Linked DNA regions of Mus musculus: regions 1, 2, 3 and 5 are each linked to region 4. Evidence: chromatin contacts called from public Hi-C, HiChIP or PLAC-seq and promoter capture Hi-C data. All regions are on one chromosome and are shown on one strand. Each heading gives the region's core, a stretch centred on a gene start, on an enhancer-like site or on the middle of the called end of the contact. The rest is flanking DNA. Distances are from core to core; before and after follow the strand shown. Region 1 has its middle 16 kb from the start of Cyp1a2. Region 2 holds the start of Ubl7 (ubiquitin-like 7 (bone marrow stromal cell-derived)). Region 3 holds the start of Arid3b (AT rich interactive domain 3B (BRIGHT-like)). Region 4 holds the start of Neil1 (nei endonuclease VIII-like 1 (E. coli)). Region 5 holds the start of Sema7a (sema domain, immunoglobulin domain (Ig), and GPI membrane anchor, (semaphorin) 7A).

Evidence for each region. Promoter capture Hi-C pulls out the DNA fragments that hold promoters and counts their contacts. A called contact is a pair of places that touch in the nucleus more often than the background predicts. HiChIP or PLAC-seq counts read pairs in DNA pulled down with a chosen protein or histone mark.
Region 1: a contact with region 4 is called in an H3K27ac HiChIP or PLAC-seq map of T-cell acute lymphoblastic leukemia, with 6 times the contacts expected there. The contact joins the enhancer-like site here to the promoter of Neil1 in region 4. A contact is called at or near these places in 2 of 39 promoter capture datasets (the C10 cell line and cranial neural crest), 4 of 484 Hi-C or Micro-C datasets (the Ba/F3 cell line, Th1 cells, embryonic stem cells and 1 more), 5 of 115 datasets of contacts at active chromatin or transcription factors (T-cell acute lymphoblastic leukemia, bone marrow-derived macrophages, double positive thymocytes and 1 more) and 3 of 9 other capture datasets (adipose tissue, macrophages and pancreatic islet).
Region 2: a contact with region 4 is called in a promoter capture Hi-C map of pre-B cells, with 2.1 times the contacts expected there. The contact joins the promoter of Ubl7 here to the promoter of Neil1 in region 4. A contact is called at or near these places in 2 of 39 promoter capture datasets (liver and pre-B cells), 2 of 115 datasets of contacts at active chromatin or transcription factors (memory CD8 T cells and regulatory T cells) and 2 of 9 other capture datasets (adipose tissue and liver).
Region 3: a contact with region 4 is called in a Hi-C map of CD8 T cells, with 2.1 times the contacts expected there. The contact joins the promoter of Arid3b here to the promoter of Neil1 in region 4. A contact is called at or near these places in 4 of 39 promoter capture datasets (liver, neutrophils and pre-B cells), 3 of 484 Hi-C or Micro-C datasets (B cells, CD4 T cells and CD8 T cells), 1 of 115 datasets of contacts at active chromatin or transcription factors (bone marrow-derived macrophages) and 2 of 9 other capture datasets (adipose tissue and liver).
Region 5: a promoter capture Hi-C map of embryonic stem cells shows a contact between it and region 4, with 2.6 times the contacts expected there. The contact joins the promoter of Sema7a here to the promoter of Neil1 in region 4. A contact is called at or near these places in 1 of 39 promoter capture datasets (embryonic stem cells), 1 of 115 datasets of contacts at active chromatin or transcription factors (large pre-B cells) and 1 of 9 other capture datasets (liver).

What each region holds. Positions count from the first base shown.
Region 1 is chr9:57,666,007-57,668,706 of GRCm38.p6, reverse strand. No RefSeq gene overlaps it. Among named protein-coding and RNA genes, the nearest start is that of Cyp1a2, 16 kb to the left of the region's middle. Within about 2 kb of position 1,291, at least 22 of the 459 cell types and tissues checked have an H3K27ac peak or open chromatin away from gene starts, as enhancers often do. A contact at or near this core is called in T-cell acute lymphoblastic leukemia, adipose tissue and double positive thymocytes, where this site is marked.
Region 2 is chr9:57,909,574-57,912,273 of GRCm38.p6, reverse strand. It overlaps Ubl7 (ubiquitin-like 7 (bone marrow stromal cell-derived)), which reads right to left and starts at 1,288. Exons shown (of 11, transcript NM_001122873.1): 1 at 1,215-1,288.
Region 3 is chr9:57,835,290-57,838,125 of GRCm38.p6, reverse strand. It overlaps Arid3b (AT rich interactive domain 3B (BRIGHT-like)), which reads left to right and starts at 1,347. Exons shown (of 9, transcript NM_001379353.1): 1 at 1,347-1,444. It also overlaps the pseudogene Gm7547.
Region 4 is chr9:57,146,917-57,149,795 of GRCm38.p6, reverse strand. Neil1 (nei endonuclease VIII-like 1 (E. coli)) reads left to right here and starts at 1,491. Exons shown (of 10, transcript NM_028347.3): 1 at 1,491-1,712; 2 at 2,739-2,879. The coding sequence starts at 2,762.
Region 5 is chr9:57,938,751-57,941,486 of GRCm38.p6, reverse strand. Sema7a (sema domain, immunoglobulin domain (Ig), and GPI membrane anchor, (semaphorin) 7A) reads right to left here and starts at 1,375. Exons shown (of 14, transcript NM_011352.3): 1 at 1,159-1,375. The coding sequence starts at 1,336.

The DNA.
Region 1 (2,700 bases), core at 42-2,541, 520 kb before region 4:
CCCTAAGGCCCTGCTCTCTGATTATCAGGACACAGGATCCTCTGGTCTGGTAGCTCTCAGGTTATATAGCAGGGACATTTCTAGGCAAGGACTACACCTGGTGCACCTCACACCATGCTGAGGAGGAAGGCAGCCTCTGGTCTTTGCTGAGGCCACCTGTGCTCTCCCAAGGACAGACAGTAAGGTGACATTTGTTTGCTTTTTCCTGCCCCTCCCTACCTTCACCTCTGCACTTCTGTCCTGGGCCAGCAGTTAAAGAGGTGTTCCAGCTCGGCAGGGGGAAGCAGAAAGTGAAAAGCAGGTGGTTGGCTCAAATTCTCTAGCCAGTTGCATAACCTGGCTTTTCTCATCTTGCAATTGAGGATAATAGGTCTACCTCACAGGGCTGCTAAGAGGCTTAATGAGATAGTATGTATAAAGTGTCAGGCCTCACGTGAGTGGACAGAGAGAGAGAGAAAGAGAGAGAGAGAGAGAGAGAGAGAGAGAGAGAGAGAGAGAGAGAGAGAGAGAGCATCCTTCAAGACTTGCACCCTCTTCACTGGGGTCTTGCCAGGGCCCAGGCTTAGCTCACTTCCTCCACTCCTACCCACCCAAAAGCTAGGGAGGGCTGGGAGGGGGGTGGATAGCGTGCCAGGGAACAATAGGCCCATAACCCCTTCCGGTCCATCGCGTGAGAAGGAACTTCGTGAGAAGGAGCTTCGGGAAGGAAACTCATCTCCCAGTGGGAGAGGCCACCGCCCCCTTGTTGCCAGCCCTGTGGGAGTTTCAGGACCCTCTCTCTGTTCCAGGCCTCGCCCCCACTCCCCGCATCTGTAGTCTACATCACCTGGACTGGCTCCCTACGTGCCTTCCTTCAGAGAAGAGCATCCGAGCTAGGCACCCTGACTCCCTGTCTGCAGCTGGGAGTCCCTGGAGCCCAGGATCTGCTCTCACTTGGCTTTCTGTGTCCTGGCCCAGAGCGGCCTCTATGAGTGCTAAGCGCTGACCAACAGAAGGAGTGGCCTAGTAAAGGAAGGCAAGTCTGGAGACCATTGGGGCCCCGAAGTTAAGCCAGGAGAGATAAGAGAAGGATCCAGCATAGACAGGCCAAAGTTCCTGCCCTTTACATAGGGACAAAGTAACAGCCCCCAAAATGCCTCCCCAAAGCTGACGGCTGGAAGTGAGGACATTCGGATACTTCTAATGCTCAGCTCACCACTTCATGTAAGGAAGAGCATTAGCCCTCTCACCTACACTCCCAACTCTGCAAGCATTTTCTACTGTCAGACTGGGAGCCCTTAGAGACGGGAACAGGGCAGGAAGACAGCTAGCTCTCCCACTCTACCTACCCACATCCGGCTGCTAGCTCAAAGGAACCCCTCCAGACAGGCTGCTAATCAAGAACTCTGGGGCTCCATTTCTACACATAGAAGACATGGTAAGGGTTGGAGCCTGGCTGAAACTAGCCCTGCCCTGGCCCTCCTGATCTGGGTTATATAAACAGAGCCTCAGTTTTTGGTTTTTCGAGACAGGGTTTCTCTGTGTAGCCCCCTGGCTGTCCTGGAACTCACTCTGTAGACCAGGCTGGCCTTGAACTCAGGAATCTGCCTGCCTCTGCCTCCCGAGTGCTGGGATTAAAGGTGTGCACCACCACTGCCCTGCCTGAAGTTTCACTGAAGCTCTTCTCCATTTCCTCGCTGTCACCCCCAAAACTCTGGACAGGAACTCTGCTCCTCTGTGCATGGTCTCGGTGTCACCAGTTCCAAGACTCCCCAACCTCAAGTGTGACCATTGCCAGGGAGCAGAGGAAGCAAAGGCTTCCCAGGTCTGAGTTAGTCACCTCCCACGGCCACCTCCACGGAGTTCTCAGGGCTCCAGCTAGAGGCTCCTAGGGCCTGAGGACACAAGAATGACAAACACACCCACCAACCCACGCCCAGTCTCAGGCACATACACACCTGCCTGGCACGCTGACCCACTTGAATGCACACCTGGCGCACTCACGCACATACACCTGGCTGCACTTGCCACAGAGTAGACCCAGTGCAGCTCAAGCCTTGTGCACACACCCCACCCCCACCCAGGCTAGCAGGGGCTGCGCAATTCCACTTCCCACTTGGCCATGCCAGAACTCTGTCAGGCGGCCCCAGGAATTAGGAGCCTTTTTTTTTTTCCTACTTGGGATTAAACCTGTGGCCTTGCCTAGGCTAGGTGGTATTTCTAACCAACCATATTTTAAAAAATTTTTTGTGATCATGTGTGTATGATGAGCAAGGGAGTATGCCACAGCATACATGTGGGAGTCAGAGGTCATCCAAGAATCCACTTTCTCCTGTCACACTGATCCCAGGAGTAGAACTCAGGTCTTCAGACTTCACAGCAAGTGTCTCTGCCATCTAAGCCATCTCAAAGGCTTAGTTTTATGTATGTATGTATGTATTTATTTTTGGAGTCATGTGGTCCAGGCTAGACTGGAACTTATTGTGTAGATGAGGCTGTCTCTGAATTCCTGATCATCCTGCCTTCATCTCCCAAACGCTAGGGTTACAGGAGAATGACACCTCCCCTCTTCTCTCTCTGTCTCTGTCTCTCTCTTGACATTGTCTTTCTATATAGCCCTGGCTATCCTAGAACTTGATTTACAGACCAGGCTAGCCTCCAACTCACAGCAATCCTCCTGTCTTAGCCTCCCCAGTGCTAGGATTATGGGAATACACTGCA
Region 2 (2,700 bases), core at 39-2,538, 760 kb before region 4:
TCTCAAAAAAACAAAAGAAAAAAAAAAAAAAAGTAAACACAAAAGGCCAATCAGTTGGATAGGAATGTTGTGAGGTTCAAGCAAGATCACCCAACCCTCTCCCTTCTACACACTCATTTCTGGTTTTCTTCTCCAGCTTTTGATTTAGCTATAACAACACTTTAAGGAGGGCCCTTGTCTCTCTTGCCTGCCCTTATCAGAGATCTATAGCACCACCCAATGTCTTATTGTTAAAACACAGATCTAACAAACTTAACTGCTTAGAAGGCCCCCATTAATCCCAAAGCACTTCTATGAACAGGTGGGTGTTAACTCCACAGCCAGATTACAAACCCATTTATTCTGACGCCTACCAGCTTTCTTCAATAGACCCAGCCCTGCCCCTTTATAACAACACACGTAAGTATACTTCATAACAAAGTTGTCCCCTATATGTAACTCTGCTCACCTCCTGTCTTTGCATATAAGTTCTCTTCCCTTTTTGGCCTCTTAGCAAACTCCTACCAAGACCCACACAAACACATCGGTTCCATGCTCTCTTCTTGGTCACACATTCCCTGTTCCCTCAAGGCAAAAGAGCAACACAAATCAATAGATTTGAGGACAAGTCAGCCAGCTTCATTACCAGATGCCAGACTTAGAAAGCTACCTTCTCTTTGCTGCTTTTTCCCTTGTACAACTTATTTACTTCTCAACTTCTCATTGCGTCCCTCATATTTGTGAAACCCCCCCCATTCTTGAAAGCCAAGACTAGAGCTTTTCTAACACAGTCCCCAGCCTGACATATATGAATGCCCACAAAATAAATCTAAAAATTCAAAGGGTGCAAGAGCCTTGTACCGCAAGACCAGTCCTTGTTACAGACACTATTTCTGCCAAAGAGGTCTCTTGCAGTAAAGACAAGGCTAAGAAAAAACTGTGGTGCGACCCAGCGGACTTCAAGGTACTATCCACCTTTAGGTTTAAAGCGAGAAAGGAGGTTTTTGTATACCGATTTCAATCCTCACAACTGTCTCCTGAAACTGGCATCATTGTCCTTATTTTACAGATCAGGAATAAAGACTCAGAAAGCTGAAGTCTCTTGGCCCAAGGTCACAGATACCTAGTCGTGAGTAGGGACAATGTTGACAACCCCACCTCTCTCGTGGGACCAGTTAGCTACTCCGGACCCACGAGAGCCCCGCGCGCCCAGGGAGGGGGCCCAGCGCCCTCACCCGTCCCGCGGAAGGAACCCGGCCGCAGCGAGCCGCCGGTGTAAACACTCACTCTGGTCCTCTTGCCGGAAACCGGAAGCTCCGCGCTGCATTCTGGGGACTATAGTTTTCACTGAGACCCAGCCCCTTATAAATGGCCGTCCAGCAGCTAGTGGCAATGCTTCCGGGTCCTAGGAGGCGTGAGTGCGAGCACGAGCAGTTTGAGGTCCTAGAAGCCAGTAGGTTGTAGCTTTCTGTCAGACACAATTGTACCACCACCTGAGGTAGGGAGACTCAGTGTGGAATTTTCGAAAGCAGCCAATAGCCCGATGATTCCCGCGCTCTCCAGGGATATATGTGAAGCCTGTTGGTTGTCCCGGGTTTGGAGGAGTCCTAGGCCGGAGGGCGAGCCTTCTCCGAGGGGGACGGGTTCCTAAGTGGACAGGCGCCCCGCGGCCCTTCCGATGAAGACGCAGTTCTCCCACGTAGCCAGCCTCTTGTGCTTCTTGCTCCTTTCTCCCAGGAAACCTGCCTTGTGGCAGCGCACCAGGGCGCTAAAAGTTGAGTCCGTAAGGGGAGTGATTAAGTCGGGTTTCTGGCCCACCGCGAACATGCAACAATGGGGTTTATAACACAGTCATTCGTAGAATCAGTTTGGGGAGGGGAATTTCCACTGAACTTTCGTGGAGACACTGCCTGTTTTAGATGGCTGAGAAACTAATGCACAATCAAATTGGATTGAGTTTACACAAAAGTTAGAGTTAGCTAAACTCAAGAGAGAAGTGATTTTTCTCAGAAAGTTCCACAATTAAGGAAAACAATAACCAAAAACAACCAACTTTAAAACTGTGAAGCTGAGGGACGGGTGAGATGGCTCAGCAGGTAAAAGCACTTGCATTCAAACCTGAGGACCTCCCCGGGAACAAATGGTGAAAGGATTGAACTGACTCCCCAAAACTGACCACACACACACACTAATAAAAAAATGTAATTTTAAAAGATAAAGTTCAGGCTGGAGAGAAGGCTCAGCAGTTAAGAGCACTGAGTGCTCTTCCAGAGGTCCTGAGTTCAATTTCCAGCAACCAAGTGGTGACTCACAGCCATCTATAATGGGATCCGGTGCCCTCTTCTGGTGTGTCTGAAGACAGTGACAGTGTATAAAATACATAAATAAATCTTTTTTTTAAAAAAAGTTCATAATAGCTACTGTGTACACAAGTGTAAAAGTTGTATTCTTGCCGGGCGTGGTGGCGCACGCCTTTAAGCCCAGCACTCAGGAGGCAGAGTCAGGCAGATTTCTGAGTTTGAGGCCAGCCTGGTCTACATAGTGAGTTCCAGGACAGCCAGGGCTACACAGAGAAACCCTGTCTCGAAAAACAAAACAAAACAAAAGTTGTATTCTTGTACAGTCCACTCTAGGACAGAACTCGGGTAGTAACTGAGTACAATAGCTTAACAGAGAAAAAGCAAACTACACATACATAATTAACCCTCCTGGTCTTATAAA
Region 3 (2,836 bases), core at 98-2,597, 690 kb before region 4:
CATGCTGTGGGCATCATTGTAAATAAGCAAGTTAAGGGCAAAATTCTGGCCAAGAGGATCAATGTGCGGATTGAGCACATCAAGCACTCGAAGAGCAGGGACAGCTTCCTGAAGCGGGTGAAGGAGAACGATCAGAAGAAGGAAGCCAAGGAGAAGGGCACCCGGGTGCAGCTGAAGCGCCAGCCTGCGTCAACCAGAGAAGCACACTTTGTGAGGACTAACGGAAACTGCTGGAGCCCATTCCATATGAATTCATGGCCTAGTGGACAAAAAAGAAATAAGGGACCAGGACTGCAACAAAACAAAACAAACAACAACAACAACAAACCATAAAAGTTTTCATCAGGAACTGAGATGGATTAGTGAGTTAAGAGCGTGGCGCCAAAGAATAAGGGTCTAAATTTGGATATCCAACGCCTCAGTAAAAAGCCAGGTGTGGTGCACACCTGCAATCCTAGCATTTCAGAAGTAAAGACAGGATTCCTGGAGCTTGATGGTCAACTACTTTTGCTAAATAGGTGAGCTACCTTCTAACAAGAAAGAAAAGAGGGGAAGGGAAGGAAGAAGGGAAGGGACAAGAAAAGCCAGTGGCAATAAGTTCTAGGTTTTGGCTGGGATTGTTTTAAGACCCAAAACTAAGCGAGCCATAGACTCTGGATCAAGGATGATGGTCAGTTGGGAGAAAGGTAAAACAAGGAGGTGCATGCATAAATTCACAGAAGTTCCCCAGAGTTAGGAGTCCCAGAAGACAAGGTTTTGTTGTTTTATTGTATAAGCGGTGCCAGGATTCAGCTTCTACCTTTGGAACCTGAAGAAAGAAAACATTAACCCCTGTGACGAGGTGAGGTTGGGGATGGATAGAGGTGGTGTTCCAGAACAGGAAAATTTCAATCCAAAAAGTGAAATTTAGAAAAAAACTAATAAAAGGCTGGAATGCTTCATTAAGACTAGCTGAAAGTTAGCACTCTTTATTCCTTTCTTTCACTTATTACAAACAATTCACAACCACGGCAGCCAGAAACCCGTGTGCTGTAGTCAGTCCTACTCTTTTCAACTCCCCGCGAAAGCACTCACACCGGAACTCCTCTGAGTCCGTGCTCTCCCATTGGCCGAAGCCTCCGCCCGCCTTAAATGGCTTCCGCCCACGGCTTCAACCAGAGGGCGGTCTCTAGGAGTCACTTCCGTCTCGCACTACCCACCCACCCCCACCTCGTTCCCTTTTTAGCTGCTTCCGGCCTCGGGCCCCGCCCCCCACCGTGGGGCCCCGCCCCTACCTGCCCCTCCCCCGCCCCGGGCTGACGGCCGGGCCCCGCAGCACAGCTTCCGGTGCGGGCCCCGCCCCGGCTGTGGCCCCCAGCTGCGGAGGAGTAGCAGGCTCAGCTGCTACGCTGGGGTCTGAGCGGCTGCCTCCTCCCTACCCGCGAGCCCGGAACGCTGCACATAGGTGAGCGGCGCGGGTCGTGGTTCTTTCTGCCGCGGCGGGAGAGGGGCTGTGGCAGGTGGAGGGGACCGAAATGGGAGCCGAGGCAGGTGTGTAGGGGAGACGCGGGCTAGTGAAGCCGGGGTCCGCTGAGAAAAAGTGAGAGCATCGGGAGGAGCCCCGTCCTCCCGGTGTCCAAAGGAGTGGTTTGAGATAAAGAGATGGGAAAGGTAAGGGACCCCCCCCCCCTTTTGGCAACCGCAGAGCGAGCTTAGATGGAGTAATTAGAGAAGAGCCGGGAGATTGGCAAAGGGGGCTTGGTGGAAGTAAAAGTGATAGGGCTCCATTGGGTGGGAGGTAAAGAATGGAAAGAGGGGTCGAAGAGGGTCGGGGACAGAGCTGGAAACGAAGGTAAGGGAAATGGTCACCAAGGCCGGGCTCAAGCGGCAAGCAGTCCGTTGCTCTCGGTTTGGAGGTCCGGGAAGTTTAAAAAACCCGAGCGAGGGATGGAGAGATGAAGTTAGATTTCGGAGACGTAAATTCTCTAGATGTTAGTAGTATTGTTTGAATCCTTGGCTGCTTAGGGATTGGGATGAGATGGACTCTTCGGGAGGATGTGCCAATTGAGTTGTAAAACGGAGTCATCTCTGTCTTAATAAAGACGCTATCGGACACCCCTCTCCCTTGCTGAGGAAAGCCTACCGAGAAGATGGTGCCAACCAGAAAAGAAGCAGTTGTACTATGACTGGCAGGAGTTGGTTGAAATATTCCAGTTGTGTTGTTTGACTTTAAAGATTATACGAATATTTCTAAATGACCAGTGAATTGCTTGCTCTTCTTTTGTGTGCGTTTTGTTTTGTCCCCAACGGGGTTTTTATTTTAAAGGAACAATTTTGCCAACTTTCAGGCTTCCCTACAGAATAAGAACTAAAGCAGAAAGAAAGTATTGCTGCAGGCATAACTTATACTTTCCAAACTGCCAGGAGGAGGGACAGGCAGTAAGGGGCCAATTGGAATTGGAATCTTTTATCCGCCTATGAAAGCTACAACCAAGTGCTTCTAAGAAACAAAATGAGATTTGTCTAGCATGGCTCTGGTTGGTTTTTGAACTCCCCGCCTCCCCAGCTTTAAAAATTATACTCTTTAAACGTGTAAAAATTTATATAAATCAAAGCCATTTTTTTTTCTTGTTAGAGATTAGTTCTCCCATGAATTTTTGAAGATGGTAAAAGGTTACATTTTCTTATCTTCCAACTCAATCCTAAAACACTGGGACAATGCAAATATCAAGTCCCAACCTGCACAGTGCCGCTTCCCCTTTCATGTGGCAAACAGAAATGCACACCCTGTTGCCAGTCCTCTTCACCCTAAAATTTGCTCTGAGGAAGACTTGTGGGAAACTATAACTTAAGTGAG
Region 4 (2,879 bases), core at 242-2,741:
TAAATGGAGAGGGAGATGGGAGGTGCAGGCGGGAGAGCTGTTCAGAAGCTCTGGGGCCAGCCAGCCTGGAGTGCAGTACAGCAGCATAAACAAGAGAGGCCTGCTTCAACTGGCCAGAGAGACCTGACTCCGACTTCCGCATGTGCACTGTGGTACATGAATACCTCCCACACACACACACACATCATATACACAGCACAACGACAATAAAAAAGAATCCAACAGAGAGTTTGCTGTACAACAGTGTTAGCTACAGACCGCATGCTGCACTTGCTCATCTTAGGCAACTGGAACTTTATTCCTACTATCAACCTCTCCTCCCCTACCCCATCTTCAACAATCTTTCTCCTCACTCTGTGTGTCTGATTAATGTGGACTTCTCACATAAATGGAATCTCAGTGTTTGTCCTTCTGTAACTGACCTACCTACCACCTAGCATAATATCCTCAAAATCACCTATGCTGCTACCTGTGGCAGGCAGTGTATAATATTCCACTCTGCTTATATTCCACACGCTGTGTTTCTTAAGACATTTTTATCATCTCCCTCCCCACCCCATGTGTGTGCGAGCTTGCTAGTTCATGCTTGAACACGTGAGTACAGCCGCCTGATGAGACGGGAAGCCTGTGGAGGCCATTCTCATTCAAACCACGACAGTGGCCCTTTCCTATCATCCCAGTTCTTACTGAGGAGGCTGAAGAGAAGATCAGGGGAAGCTGGGAACCAGTCTGAGGCCCAGGACAATGAGGAATACATAGCAAGACCCTCTCTTTAACCGTCCTCTCCTAAAAAATATAAGAAATGAGTAAATGGGTGACTGGAGGAACAAGAGAAATAAGTGTGTAAAAGGGTGAGTCTCCGCTGTTGGTCAGCACAACGCACCTGCAGAGGCTTTCTTTCTCTTTTATACGTTTTAATAATGCTGCTTCCATCTCCCAGGGACGTTTGAGGCTTAGCCTCACCAATGTTTCTCTCCTCTTGTTCTCCCCTAGCCTACCCATCACCACTCACCCCTGCGGCAGCCACACAGGCCTTCCTCAGCTTCTGTTCCTGAACTTTGAATCGATCCCTTGTGCCTGGCAAAAGGTATCTTGCCGACACTTTTTTTTTTTTTTTTTTTGCCTGAGGTTGTGACAGTCAAACCAAGCTTTTGTGCCTAACTCCTGACTTTACCTAGTGCTGCCCCAGATATAAGCCCCTGTGGTATTGCCGGATGCACTCCCCCCTCTCGGCCCCCTAGCTCCCGCAGGCCGTGATAAAGTTGTTTATATGTTACATCTGACTGCTCATTGACACGGCCATCTTGGGTCCCCAGGGATTGTTTATCTTGCACCTGTGTATGCCTCGCATACAGCTGCTTGTGGCTCTACACAGCGCCGTTTCCGGCTGCTGGCGTCAATCCTGGCCAGGCTAACTGGTGACTTCAACTGCAGACGCAGCTGCGACTCCGGGCACCAGTTCGGAACAAGGCTCTGCTCACAGTTCTTTCGTCACCTCCGGGTTACGCGACTGCTCCAAAGCTTGCCCAACACCCGGGATTCTCATAAATAAGGAACTCCATTCCATACTGCGCCGCCTGCCTGAGAAAACTACATTTCCCAGCAGGTACCAGAGTGTCTCTAGCCTTTCCCAGCGTGCTCTGAAGTTCGGCAGACTGCTGGGATTAACCCCTTACTGGCTGCTGCCTCAGGTTGAGCAGTAACCAGAGCAGGTATTCATTCAACTTTAATGGGGGCGATTCGGGGTCTCAGTAAAGGTGAAGATCTAAAGGATCTGGGAGCCCGGGAAAGACAGAGAAACCAAAATTTTGTTGGGTGTGTGCGCTATCTCACACCTCGCAAAACTAGGACTCTGAAGGTTTTCCGCAAACCGAACCCTTTTTGGTGCCAAGCCCCCAACGCGTCTACTTTAAAACCGCCCGTCTTCCCTACCTACCTTCTCCTCAGATCTTGCTAGTAGCAAAGCGCGAGGTGAGGGATAGAGGAGGGTGGTGAGGACAAAGAACGAGAGCCCTGTCCTTCCTGGCACCCCAGGGATCCATGAGAACAGGGCTGTGCACAGATTGGAGCTTACCCTTCTCCTACTTCTGCCTCCTGTCCTGACAAGAAGGCAGCCGGGAGAAAGCCTCTCTCTTCTGCCTGGGTGACCATGGCAGGCTAGGTCAATCCCATTGGTCCAGCGCACATTTGAGTTTCTACCTCCATGGATGTAGACAGATTCAGGGCCTGATTGAGCTGTAGTGGATGAGTGACCCGAGCTTTGCCTTGGGTGCCGTGAGGTGCTAGAACAGATGCTGAGTAGCTTTGAACTTTGGGAGCTCCTAAGTTAAGATGTGGATTAGGGAGAGAGAAGGCCTCCTTCAAACTTCCTACTGTGTGTGGGATGGGAGGCAGCAGGGGCAAAGGCCAGGAGTTGGGGAGGAACAGGTTTGTAAGTGGGTAGGAGGGATTGGGGGACACAAGGTAATAGGCTCCAGCAAGAATCTGAACTGTATTCTAAAGCGAGGTGTGGAGGCCATGGAAGGAAAGCACCAGTGAGCAAGACAGCCATGTGCCTCCCAGCTTCAGCTTCCTGGTACCCAGTACCTTGGATGGGTGGCCAGGCCACCATTTCTTTGCCTATCCTATATGGCGCTATGCCTCTCTGTGTCTCTGACTTTTCCTCTGTACAAACTTGGTAATAATTCCTACTGAACAAGACATTTCTGGCACGACCTGTTGTCCTCTTCCTACTACAGGGCCCAGCCATTCCTCCTTCAGAATGCCAGAGGGCCCAGAGCTGCACCTGGCCAGCCACTTTGTGAATGAGACATGTAAGGGGCTGGTATTTGGTGGGTGTGTGGAGAAGTCCTCTGTCAGCCGGAACCCGGAGGTGCCCT
Region 5 (2,736 bases), core at 126-2,625, 790 kb before region 4:
CACTCATTTTATGTGGGTTTCCCCCCCTCTGCTAAGAATACCTGCCCCAGATAATGCTCAGACTTCCGCAATCCCTGCAAACTGCCAAGGCATCAAAGGGACAGTAGGGACAGACAGGACAAGTACCCCCAGCCCCCGGTGTGAGTCCCCCATCACCACTAGGGGAGGGGCTGCAGAGATGCCAAATTTGGGTACAGAGCTGAGTTTGTCTGGGGGCGGGGAGGCATTTGTGTGCAATGCAGGGAGGGAGCTCAGTCCCTAGTGGCAGAAAGCCTCCAACCCCAACCTAGCCAGCTTTCTGTCCCACCGTCCGTGGTTCTGAACTGCGATGCCCGAAGGAAAGACTCCAGTCCCTCAGGTTCTCATATTCACTACAGTCCTAAGGATGCACACTCCTCCCCAGATACGCCGCTTGGGGGTCCCAATGGCCTCGCCCCACCCAATGGGCACTGTCCCCCCTCCCCGTGCTAGTGCCGATTTCTGGTGACAACTGCCACGTGCGGGCAAGGGGGGAGCGGCTGGTCCTAGCATTACGGAGACAGCGCCCAGGTGCTCGGAGCCCCTGCACCGCACCTTGTCCCGGTTCGCCGCAGGGTGCCCACCCCCTTGCCTGGCCCGCGCTCCGGGCCGGGGCGGGGGCGGGGGCAGGCGGCGGGGTCTTTGTTCCCGCAGCCCGAGCGCAGCGGCGGCGGCAATGGGTCCGCGCCCCCTTCACCAGCCGAGCCCGAGCCCCGCGTGCCAGCAGAGCTCGCAGCTTGCAAGGAGGAGGTCGGGGTGATGAAGCTGGCCAGGGGAAAGAAGGGTTCTGTATAGTAGACCCCGTGGCGGAAAGCCAAAGAGCCTCGGTGAGACAGGGGCCCGCAGCCTCCCCCCGCGCTCGGGCGCTGCGGCTCCGGCTCAGAGCTGCCGTTGGACTTGGAGCGCCACTTAGCTGGGCCCGGGCCCCAGCCACTCGCTCGCACGCTGCAGCGCTCCAGCCCGCTCCGGCGTGACAGTACGCACACTCACAAACACTCACCCGGACCCACACGCTCCCTTCGGGGCCAGCCTGAGACCCGCAGAGCTGCGCACACGCACTCTCTCCGGGTGCCGCACACTCTGCACCCGCCCCGCAAGGCGTCCGATCCCGCGCCCCGCCGGCCGCGCGGCGCCGCCTACCTTTCCAGACGGCGGAGATGCGGGGTCCGCTCCTCGAGTGGCCTTGGGCGGAGGCGGCGGCCACCCAGAACACCAGCAGAAGCCGCAGCCGCAGCGGGAGCCCGAACCGAGCCGGCAGGCTGAGGACGCGGGCGCGCGGTGCGCTGGGGGCGGCACGTCCGGGAGGAGGAGGCGTCATCCCGCAGCCCCGGAGCGACAGCGGCAAGCAGCCGAGACTGAGACAGCGCCCGGCCGCAGGCAGAACCTAGCGCCAGGAGGCGGAGTCAAGCGCCTGACCCCACCCCGCCCCTCCCCCCCGCCCCTCGCAGCCTTTTCTAGCTTTGCCGGTGGCCCCTTGCTTGTGCGGTGACCGCTGCCAGGAAAACCTTCGCTACCCGCACGCGGGCAACTCCACCGGGAGAACCCAGCTGCAAAGAAGACAGACTTGTGATCTGTCATGAGGGGCAGATCCCATCCCTCCTCTGGGCTTCAGTTCCACTTCCCTCGCCCCAGTGGAAAGAAAGGCCTAGGAAATCCGTAAGGATCTCTCAGCGCATGGATGAGTCTAACACCGGACAACCCCCCTTGCTGTCAGCTAAGTGGTTTGTAGTCAGAGAACCATTCTCATAGAATGGGCTTGCGGGAGTGGGACGCAGCTCTCTGCTGATCCTATCAGCCGGAGCAGGATGCTTTCCTCTGTGGAGGAGAGAGGGGAGGTCTAAGATGTGTGGGGTGCCCACAACGCCCCACGATTGCTCTGCCTGAGAGAACACTGGGAATTTTTCATCTTGGCCTGGCTCCCTCCTCTCCCTCTCCTTTCTCCTCCCTTCCCCAGCCAGCAGCCTTCTGGGCTGCCTCCCCCCAGCCAGCTGGTGTATGCTCAGAAAATCCAAACTCATTTCCATGTGCACTGAGGGGGATATAATTAGGAAGGCCCCTTCCCCAAGAAAAAAGTGAGGGGCACAAGACTCATAATCAGAGAGGGAAGGTCAGACCAATCGAAGGGAATCTTTCTCTGCCTAAGGCTCAGCTACATACCAAGGGCAACCTGGTGACGCGGTGGTAGTTCCATCAGAGGGTCCAGGCCCCTCTGCAGTCACCTGAACAACCCAGGAAACTCTGTCATTGGCTTATGTTTTCAGAGCCACTTTGTCTGCTCTTCGTAAAAGGGTCTCCCATGTTCCTTGGGCCAGAGATGGACAGATTCCCTACCTCTGCTTGTACCCAAAGAAGCTATGACTGGGAAATCCATCCAGGTCAGCTTGTCCCAATCTATTGCTTACTGTATATGTAGTCTAAGATGTACTGCACCAAGAAGAGACAGGGCAAGGAAGAGGGAACAGAAGTAAACAAAGACTTGACCTTCAAAACCCACAGACCCAGACATACTGAGCATGCTGTAGACACAGGCAGACCCTGGGCAGGATGCCCTGACCTCAGAGCCAGCCTCTTCACTGCTCCACGGGCAGGGAGGTTTTGATACAGCGAATCTTAGCTCTGCCAATTGTACAGTCTGCTTCTAGTTGTTTTCTCCATTCCTAAAAGCCCCAAAGTACCCTAGCCACTAAGGTGAATTCCTCCAGATCTCTCTGTGGGGAG